Linked DNA regions of Sus scrofa: regions 1 and 3 are each linked to region 2. A link is a contact called in public Hi-C and HiChIP or PLAC-seq data. All regions are on one chromosome and are shown on one strand. Each heading gives the region's core, a stretch centred on a gene start, on an enhancer-like site or on the middle of the called end of the contact. The rest is flanking DNA. Distances are from core to core; before and after follow the strand shown.

The links. A called contact is a pair of places that touch in the nucleus more often than the background predicts. HiChIP or PLAC-seq counts read pairs in DNA pulled down with a chosen protein or histone mark.
Region 1: a Hi-C map of skeletal muscle shows a contact between it and region 2, with 6 times the contacts expected there. The contact joins the promoter of USP16 here to the promoter of BACH1 in region 2. A contact is called at or near these places in 1 of 5 promoter capture datasets (fetal liver), 4 of 47 Hi-C or Micro-C datasets (alveolar macrophages, heart right ventricle and skeletal muscle) and 1 of 2 datasets of contacts at active chromatin or transcription factors (alveolar macrophages).
Region 3: a contact with region 2 is called in an H3K27ac HiChIP or PLAC-seq map of alveolar macrophages. The contact joins the promoter of LTN1 here to the promoter of BACH1 in region 2. A contact is called at or near these places in 1 of 5 promoter capture datasets (fetal liver) and 1 of 2 datasets of contacts at active chromatin or transcription factors (alveolar macrophages).

What each region holds. Positions count from the first base shown.
Region 1 is chr13:192,375,376-192,378,393 of Sscrofa11.1, forward strand. USP16 (ubiquitin carboxyl-terminal hydrolase 16) reads left to right here and starts at 1,475. Exons shown (of 17, transcript XM_005670321.3): 1 at 1,475-1,644. The coding sequence starts at 1,626.
Region 2 is chr13:192,654,353-192,657,634 of Sscrofa11.1, forward strand. BACH1 (transcription regulator protein BACH1) reads left to right here and starts at 1,937. Exons shown (of 5, transcript XM_021070889.1): 1 at 1,937-2,101.
Region 3 is chr13:192,357,414-192,360,515 of Sscrofa11.1, forward strand. LTN1 (E3 ubiquitin-protein ligase listerin) reads right to left here and starts at 1,349. Exons shown (of 30, transcript XM_013982552.2): 1 at 1,197-1,349. The coding sequence starts at 1,238. It overlaps RWDD2B (RWD domain-containing protein 2B), which reads right to left. Exons shown (of 5, transcript XM_013982555.2): 5 at 2,559-3,102.

The DNA of each region.
Region 1 (3,018 bases), core at 225-2,724, 280 kb before region 2:
TTTCTGTGTATTTATGAGGGTAGGGGGATGGGGTGGGGAAGATAAATATAGAGGTAAATGTGAAATAAAAATACCAGATAGTGATTTGCTAGGCTGAAAAGTAAAATAAGGTGATGTGATTGGGTGGCTATGTTAACTAGGTTGCTCTTTCAATTTCTTTGTGAGAAAGTGACTTTTAAGGTATGAACAAAATTAGGGTAAGATCAAAGGGGAACAGCATTCTAGGAAAGGGAAGCAGGTGGTACAATGGCTCCAAATCTGCTTTTTGTTTTGTTTTTTCTTTTTATAGCTAAACTTGTGACATATGGAAGTTCTCAGGCTAGGGGTCAAAGTGGAGCTGCAGCTGCCAGCCTACGCCCCAGCTACACCAGATCCAAGCTACATCTGCAACCCACGTCTCAGCTTGCAGCAATGGCAGATCCTTAACCCACTGAGCGAGGCCAGGGATGGAACCTGCATCCTTATGGATATGAGTAGGGTTGGTGACCCACTAAGCCACAATGGGAACTTCTCATACCATGTTCTTTTATTTATTTTATTGAAAAAAATTTTTTTGGCTGCACCCATGGCATATGGAAATTCCTGGTCCAGAAATTGAATCCTTGCTGTAGTGGTAACGTGAGCCACAGCAGTGACAACATGGTATCCTTAACCCACTGAGCCACACAGGAACTCCCATATCATTTTCTATTATTGTGAATTATCTGTTTATAACCGTGGCCTACTTTTCTACTGGAATCTGCATCCTTTTTCCCCTAAAGATTATTGTGTCTTCTGCATAAGACAAGGCCTAAGTTAATTTAAGTTGCTCTGCAGAAGGCTTGGCACTTAGCTATTTCGAACAAATAAACAGTAATTATTTATAAATTTTACCCTCCGTCAGCAAAGTTACTTCAAGACCATTTATTTAAATACTCAACTTTAGAAACTGATTGGAAAGAACTATGGAAACTGCGTGAAATTTAAATGCCGCCCCCCCATCACATCTTCAGATGTGATATGTTTGAGTAAGGTAACAATCCATGAGACTCCAAACTTCCGGCCACATACCCATACTTTTAGAATTTTTTTTTTTTTTTTGTCTTTTTGCTATTTCTTTGGGCAGCTCCCGCGGCATATGGAGGTTCCCAGGCTAGGGGTTGAATCGGAGCTGTAGCCACCGGCCTACGCCAGAGTCACAGCAACGCAGGATCTGAGCCGCGTCTGCAACCTACACCACAGCTCACGGCAACGCCGGATCGTTAACCCACAGAGCAAGGGCAGGGGCCGAACCCGCAACCTCATGGTTCCTAGTCGGATTCATTAACCACTGCGCCACGACGGGAACTCCTAGAATTATTTAGATAACCTCAGAGACTGACTGCCGAGCGGGGAAAACTGATTGACAGTTAGACTTCCGGGTGAGGAGGCGTCCAGACTTCCGGGCGTGAGCCTCGCGCAGGCGCTGATTAAGCAGCGTCAGTGCCGCTGGATCCTGGGGCCAAAGCCACTTCCCATGATGCTGCGTACCGGAAGTTGTTGCTTTCTAGGGGTCACGCTGGCTTCGGCTCTGTCGCTCTCAATTCGTCACCAGGAGGAAGACGCAGCTGGTTGCCCAGCCCAAAGGCCCATTAGGGGATGCAGTTATGGGCTCTGTCGCCGTGGGTGAGTTCTGCCCCATAACCTCGCAGTCACCATTCGCCGGGAGCCTGAATTTCCTGCCCCGACTTCCTTCTCTTCTCGAAGGCCCTTCTTCCATAATCACGTTACCTGGCCTTGGCCCGGTACCGTGTTCTCATTGGCCTCATGTCCTGTCACTTCCAGGAGCTGGCCAATGAGTTGTCGGTGCTGGAGCCCTTCTCGACCCCGTGGACCCCGAGGTTCCCCCGTGGGTATGGAGCAGTTGGAAGGGAAGGGGAGGTGTGGCGGGTGCCGCGAGGCTAGGGGCATCCTACGGGTTGGGGCTGGGTTTGCTGCCCCGACCGTGTGGTGTTTAGTGGAAGGCAAGATCTGTCACCTAACTGATCCACTGCTCCCAGGGTAGGACAAATTATGCAAACTTGAAAGCCATGTTTTAGTCCTGCTGGCAAAAATTTACAAACGCTTGCATTTTTGTAATGGAACGGAGCAAAAGCTTGGGAAGACTAGGAGGGTGGAGAGGGAAGGGAACTGGATTAATGTGAAAGTCGCCAAGACCAGCTTTGATTAAATTTTGTGTGGAGTCCTGCACAGAGTAATTTGGCTAAGAAGGTAATGCTCATATAAAGACTCACCTGAAAACTTTAATAGATTTATTGATATTCAGGCTTATGGAACTGACAGTCCTCTCTTTTCACAACTCATTAGATGCCCTTTGTAGTTGTCAAAACTTTCCTGGAGCTCTTTACACATCATTGAAGCGAACCCCCTACTGTCTTCTGCCTGCAGCAATTACAGTTCGTCTTTCAAGTTTTCCTTTGGCGTCTGTGGTACTGCTGTCTTCAAAGCAGATTTATTAGTGCTGTCTTCTGTACTGCAGATTTCTTCATTCTTTACCTTTTTCTTTTTCATCGGAACTTGTGTGCTTCATTCTTACGTACCTACTTTTGCACCTTATAATCATCCTTTATGCCTCCAGGTACTATTCTCTTTTTCTATTTCTATGTAAGAAGTATTTCTTGACCAAATATATACTAACACTATGCTAGATGCTGTAGTCAATTCAGAAGTAACGCCTAATACCATTTCTTTCTCCTAGAATTTGTTTTTTTTTTCTCCTAGAACTTTAGATTCCAGATAGAGAAATAACACACGTTCAAGTTAAAGATTAAAGAAGCAGCTCACTTTTGTATCTGATTAAGGTAAAGGATGCATAGTGCACACTATACATGCCTGGGAAGTTCAGTTGAGAGGTTCTTTAGAATGGCTTACCTAAGGCTCCACTGAAATGGAAATCTTGGAAGACTGGGAAAATTTGGATGGACAGAGAGAACTTCTAGCTAGGGATTAAAGGCAGAGAGGTGGGGCCAAGGTGTTTTGTAGTGGAGAATATCAAAAAGA
Region 2 (3,282 bases), core at 687-3,186:
AAGTTCCCAGGCTAGGGTTCATACTGGCGCTGTAGCTGCTGGCCTACATCACAGCCATACCAAAATGGGATTTGAGCCTCGTGTGCAACCTACACCACAGCTCACGGCAATGCAGGATCCTTATCCTACTGAGCGAGGCCAGGGATCAAACCCGCATCCTCATGAATACCAGTGGGGTTTGTTTCTGCTGAGCCACCATGGGAACAAATACCCCACAGATTCTTATGCACACTAAAGACTGAGTAGTCCTAACAGCCTTAATATTCTCAACGCCTTAATATACCTTTGTATGACTTTTCAAATAATTTAACATACCAGACCATATGCCATTTGTCCAGAGTAAAGGAGGAAGAGTTCCTCCCAAAGAGGAGGGTCTGTTCTTCCTCTAAGAGAAACTGCACAAGTGTGGGAGGAAGGAAAGATAGAATTCCACTGGCTTAGGGTGGAAGGAGAGTGAAGCCTCAAAAACTCTCAGGTGTGTGTAAGAACCCCAGTCATTTCATGTCTATTCTAAACTATTCTTTCCTCCCTTCTCACTAAATATTTGTATTCCACCATGAACTCAGGCAGCCTGGAACTGCCATCTGCCTCTTAACCTCTGGACTATTGCATATGTTCTTCCCTCCTTGGACGGCAGGGCCCCATTCTTCCCAGTTAAGACCCAATGCAAATGCTACCTTCTGCCTGATTCTAGGGCACGATGAATCCCTTCACTCCTTGGACCCTCTCGTCATTTTCTCGTGCATTTTGGATGTAACTCAAATGGCCCTAAGTCTCACAGCCTGTGACTACAAACACAGTCATATTAGAGACAGTATCTGACTTTATTATATTGGAAGCTTTTTTATTATTTATTTATTTTGCCTTGGGAGGTCCAGGGCTATCTTCCGGTGAGCAAGAATGAGCTCATACATCCTGGTGCTGGTGCTGTCCAGCCACCAGTTTCTTTCGATCTCTCCACCTGAATTCAAAAGCCAATGGTAAAATCCTTTCACACAATCGGAACTTCAATCCGGTTGGCTGGCACAGTGTCAGTGCGCTGGGTCTCCCGCTAGATTGGTAAGCGCAGGCTTTGCCAGGGGAGCAACTTTTCGCAGAGAGGGTGCTTTGGACTCCAGAGATGCTAATTGGCTTGGGAACATAACTTAAAAACCTACAATTGGATAAACCCAGAATAAACAACACAAGATGAAAATCTGACCAGGGCTTGAGATGGGCGGGCTGACATCGCTGGGCGCTGAACGTGGCTCCAAGTTTCCTGGCAGCCACCGCGTAAAAGGAACACCTGTTAGCGGACGCCGTTGTTTTCATTGTCAGACACAAGCAGGGCTGCCAGATGCTTTCTACAAAATCCTGGATGCACTTGATGCATCCCTATTGGCAGGTTTAGACACCTCGAGAACCTGGGAGACCCGCCGGCCCCAGGGAAAGGGTTTCCAGAAGCTACCCCCTCAGGTTTCCGGGGAGGGACTGGGTCAGGGCTCTCCCACTCTCGTGGTGTCCGCCGGCGCTCGATTCCGGGTGTCCCGGCAACACTTAGAGCGAGTAGGCCATCAGGCTTTTCCTTTCTGCTCTCAGCAGCAAAGGAGGAGGTGGTCCTCGGGTGCCTTTTTCCTTCAGGCAGCGGGTCGCGCTCGCAAAGGGGCACGGTGCGCGAAGGCTGCAGGATCCCATCATCGCCTCCCTGAGGCCTGCTCAGCCCCGGGCCTGCGAGGTCCCTCTCCACCTCCCCTCGCGTGGGCTTCAGGCTGCGCTGACGGAGCCGCACCGATCTTTGGAAAAGAGGACTAAGCCGCTGGTGGGGCGTGGCCTCCGTTGTGGGCGGGGTTTAGGCGCCTGGGAGCGGGTGGGGCGGGGCCCGCGAGACAGGCCTACGGGGCGGGGCCTCGAGCGGGAGGGGCGGGGCTAGGGCCGGGAGGGGGCGGTGGCCGCGGCCGCAGAGGAAAGGAGGGGAGGAGACGGGGCGGGAGGGGGGGCGGAGAGAAGAGAAGGGGAGGGGGCGGCTGGCCGCGCGGAGGGAGTGAGTCACCTGATCGCTGCCCGCGCAGCCAGCCAGGCTTGCTCGCTGCAGTCAGTCGGGCCGCGCCGCGCCTCGGCTCTGGTGAGTGGTTCTCCTGTCCCGCGCGCCCTTCCTCGGGAGCGTCCGCGCGGCGGCGGCGCGCGGTCGGGGCCGCGGGCCTGTGAGGGGCGGCCCGCGGGCAGGTTCCGGGGAGGCGGCGGAGGGGACCCTGGCGGCTGCTTTCTGGGCGGGGGTTACTAAGCGGGGCCCGTGGGGGGCGGCTGCGGTTCCCGTTCCTGGAAGTGGCCGCGTCCGCCGGAAGGGGTGACCGGTCGGTGCCCTGGGGCCGGGTGCGCGGCGCGCTCCGTTGTTTACGGGCCCGCGCTGTTCTTTACCCCGGGGCCGGCGGGCGGGGGGCTGGGCGCTCGCTTCCCCACCCCCGCCTCTTGGTCACCCGGGTCCGAGCCCGCGGCCCGCCCGGGCTGTGACACATCGGCACCGCCCGCGCTGCCGGGCCCGGCTCCGTATTGTCCTCCCGCCCCCTCCCACCACCCTCGGCCGCTGCCGCGTCCAGCGAGCTGTTGGCCTCCCGTCCGCCCAGTCTGGGTGTGTGTCGCGCGTGCAATCGCGTAAGACAGGCCGAGTTCGTGGCTGGAGCAAAAACACCACCTTAAGGGGCTGGGTTTAGTGAAGAATGGTTTGGGGCCCCGGAGATCCGAGGGCCCCCTTTGTTGGAGTTTTGCCCGCACGTTGTAATTTAAGACTCCCACAGTCAGGTGAGAGAGATTTTGATCATAGAGACACCAGCTTTGTGTACGTCTAATGTAACACGAGTGCCGTGGCTTTCTGGGTTTTTTTTTTTTGCAGGGCAGTTTTATGTCATTGAGTAGCAAAGGCTTTTGTGCCCTGAGCCTGCTGCGTGAAATTTGGGCTGATTCAGGGTGTATAGCGTAGTAGTAATTGTGAAAGAACGTGTGTGGGAAAAACAAGCTACAGTGTCAAGCTGGAAGGAACAAAGGCTGTTTTGTAGGAATGTCTGTCTTTTTGGAGAATTATATCAGTATTGGGTCTGTTACCCTGAAGGGTGCCACGACTAGGTCTTTGTTCATCTATGTCCAGGAAGGTTTGCCTTGAAAGCAGTTCCGAAAGATAAAGGCTGGAAAGACCGGACGTGGTAGTGACAGAGCGCTGGGGCGCTTCACATGGTCAAGCAGAGAAATGGGAAGAGGCTGGCTTGCTTCTTCCTGGTCCTGGGTAAGTGGTGGAAGGGCTGGGCTGGGCTT
Region 3 (3,102 bases), core at 99-2,598, 300 kb before region 2:
GAAATAGCAAAAAGACAAATAAATAAATAAAATATTTCAAAACTAAAACACGGAGGAAATTTTTAAATAAAAATTAAAATGCAAATACAAATGAAGCATTTAAAAAAGTACTGGACACAAGGTAAGTTACTATTATTATTGATATTATTAAGCTTCAAAACAGCTCAAGTGGCAGATCTAAGAAAATGTCATACTGAAATCACTAGAATTGGACTAGAAACAGGGAAAAGCATTCTCATAAAACTTTGTGTCATAATAAACCTAATACCACAAAAGAAATCATTATAACATCCCCAATCGTACAGGTGTAGTCCACTTTGGGGTTTAAACACATATTTAGTGAGCTATATGCCAATCCTTGTTCTAGGCTCCGAGGCTAACGGCACCAGACCCACCTGCCTTCCTAATACTTATATCCCATACTTACATCCTGCTGAAAGGAGACAGTAAATGAAGCGGGACAGTCAACTAGAAGTCATAAGTGTAATGGTGCAATAAAGTAGGAAAGGATAACGGGGAAGGGGGCTACAATTTAAAATAGGAGAGATCTGACTGAGATGTCTCAGGCAAAATTTGGAGCCACCTAACAAGAGAGCATCAGGGAACCTGCCAGGCAAGGTCAAGGCTCAGTGAAGAGATCAGTGTGGCCAGATGGGGTGAGGGAGAAGGGAGTTGGAAGACGGGGTCGGAGACGGAAAGGGGCCCGAGAAGACCACATACCGTGTATACCATCGTAAAGGCTTTGGCCTTTACCCCGAAGGATATGGGAAGCCACAGCAGGTTTTTGAGCGAAGGAGCGACGTGGTCCGAGATACCCTACACACCAAGCTCACTTCAACTGCTTCCCACCCAACTCCCTTGTTCACGATACTACCTACCCCCGCTACCCTGGCCAGGTAACCTTCCAAGTGAAGCTGACACTGAACAAATTCTTAACGAAAATGTAGGAAGGAGGGTTGTGCTCGAGTAGGGACAGCTCTGGCATGGGACATCTTTCCTCTCACGACTCCCCAGTCTGCTCAGAGATAACCCACCCCGCCCGCAGGGACGCACACACAACAGAGAGGTCACACTCGACACGCAAACACACGCTTCCCCACAGCCACGCTCCACATATCCTCCAGCCGTGCACACGGGGTGGAGTCTGCCGCTGCGAGGAGAGGACTCCCCGGTCGGCTGGGCCACCCCGCACTCACCCTCAGGTTCCCCTTGGTCCTCTGCTTGTTCTTCCCGCCCATGGTAGCGGTCTTAGCAGCACCTTCAGCCGGCAGCCCCCGGTTGACACAGCCGGGCCACAACTTCCGGTCCCTCGCACCGGAAAAGGGCCCACAAAAAAGACTGCCTTCGGCCCGCCCCTTCCGCCACCTACCTCACCCTCCTGCCTCCCCACTTCCTCTCCCGCCTCCAGCCGCGCTTCTGACCCTCAGCCTTGGGTGACGTCATAATTAGAGCCGCGCCCACCCACCTGAATGACGTCATCTCTGTCCAATAGGAAGCGAAGCATTGGACCCACGGCGCCTAATTGTGCTTTCCCTCTTTTTTGCAGCACGATTTGTACCCTGTTTAGCCAGTAGGGGATTAGCATAAGTAAGAGGCATTTTCACACATGGACAGCAACAGAAAGACATGGTAGTGGCTGAGGGAAGATGAGAAAATGTTAGACCTTTCAAAATGCTATTATTTCCATCATCTGGATGTTTCTTAGAAATACAGACTGTCAGGCCCACTTGGGATAATTAAATCAGATTTTACTTTTTTTTTTTTTTTTTTTTTTTTTTTGTCTTTTGTCTTTTTGTGGTTGTTGTTGCTGTTGATATTTCTTGGGCCGCTCCTGCGGCATATGGAGGTTCCCAGGCTAGGGGTCGAATCGGAGCTGTAGCCACCGGCCTATGCCAGAGCCACAGCAACGCGGGATCCGAGCCGCGTCTGCAACCTACACCACAGCTCACGGCAACGCCGGATCGTTAACCCACTGAGCAAGGGCAGGGACCGAACCCGCAACAGCTCTGATTGGACCCCTAGCCTGGGAACCTCCATATGCCGCGGGAAGCGGCCCTCGAAAAGGCAAAAGACTACAAAATAAAAAAATAAAGTTGGAAATTTACAGGTTTTTTTAGTTAGTGATTTTGCTTCTTAGAATCACATTTAGGGAAACATAAGCAGTTGTTGTTGTTTTGTCTTTTTTTGCCATTTCTTGGGCCGCTTCCGCGGCATATGGAGGTTCCCAGACTAGGGGTCGATTTGGAGCTGCAGCCACCGGCCTACGCCAGAGCCACAGCAACGCAGGATCCGAGCCCTGTCTGCAACCTACACCACAGCCCGGCCAGGGATCGAACCCGCAACCTCATGGTTCCTGGTCGGATTAGTTAACCACTGCGCCTCGACGGGAACTCCAGAAGTTGTTGTTTATTGTCGCTCATGCCCATGCACTCAACCTTTTATACTCAACTCTATGATACTGAGGCTCTGCAAACTATTTCTCCTTTAGTCAACTGGCTTCCTGTTATGTTCTGTCAACAGGGGACTAGATGCAGACCGAAAGAGAAGAGCAAATAGAAGGGACTTGCTCCATACTGTTAGCATCATCCGAGCAGCAGCGCTTTGCCCGGCAGCAAAAATTGGTTTAGGCAGAAGATGTTTTCAGTCTCCAGCAATCAGAATCATCCTTTAGGGGCACCAGCAGCAGCCAGGCAGAACTCTAGTTCCCCTCAGAGGTCTGAGTGCTACCTCCATGGAGCCCCTCCTCCGAGCTCTTGAGACAGCCAATGGTGGCCTCATCTCAGAAATCAGAGTCCCAGCATCACGGGGTCTCTTCTTTGAGCGCCAGAGAAAAACTACAGCCAGGAACCCCCCCTCTTTTCATGGGCTTGAGCTGAGACCCAGCTTTTCAGGGCCTCCTTCCAAACTTCAAAATTCAGATTACCCCAACCTCTTCTTCCTTCCTTCCCTTCCCAGCCCTAGGGATAGTAGCTGCTCAGTGGAAATTCCTCTTTGTTACCTCAGGAGTCTCTCTTTGTTTTTACCATTCTTTTAAACCAATTTACCATGTTAAAATTTTATTTTATTTTATTGGCCAGGGAGTGAAACCACACAATATCAGTG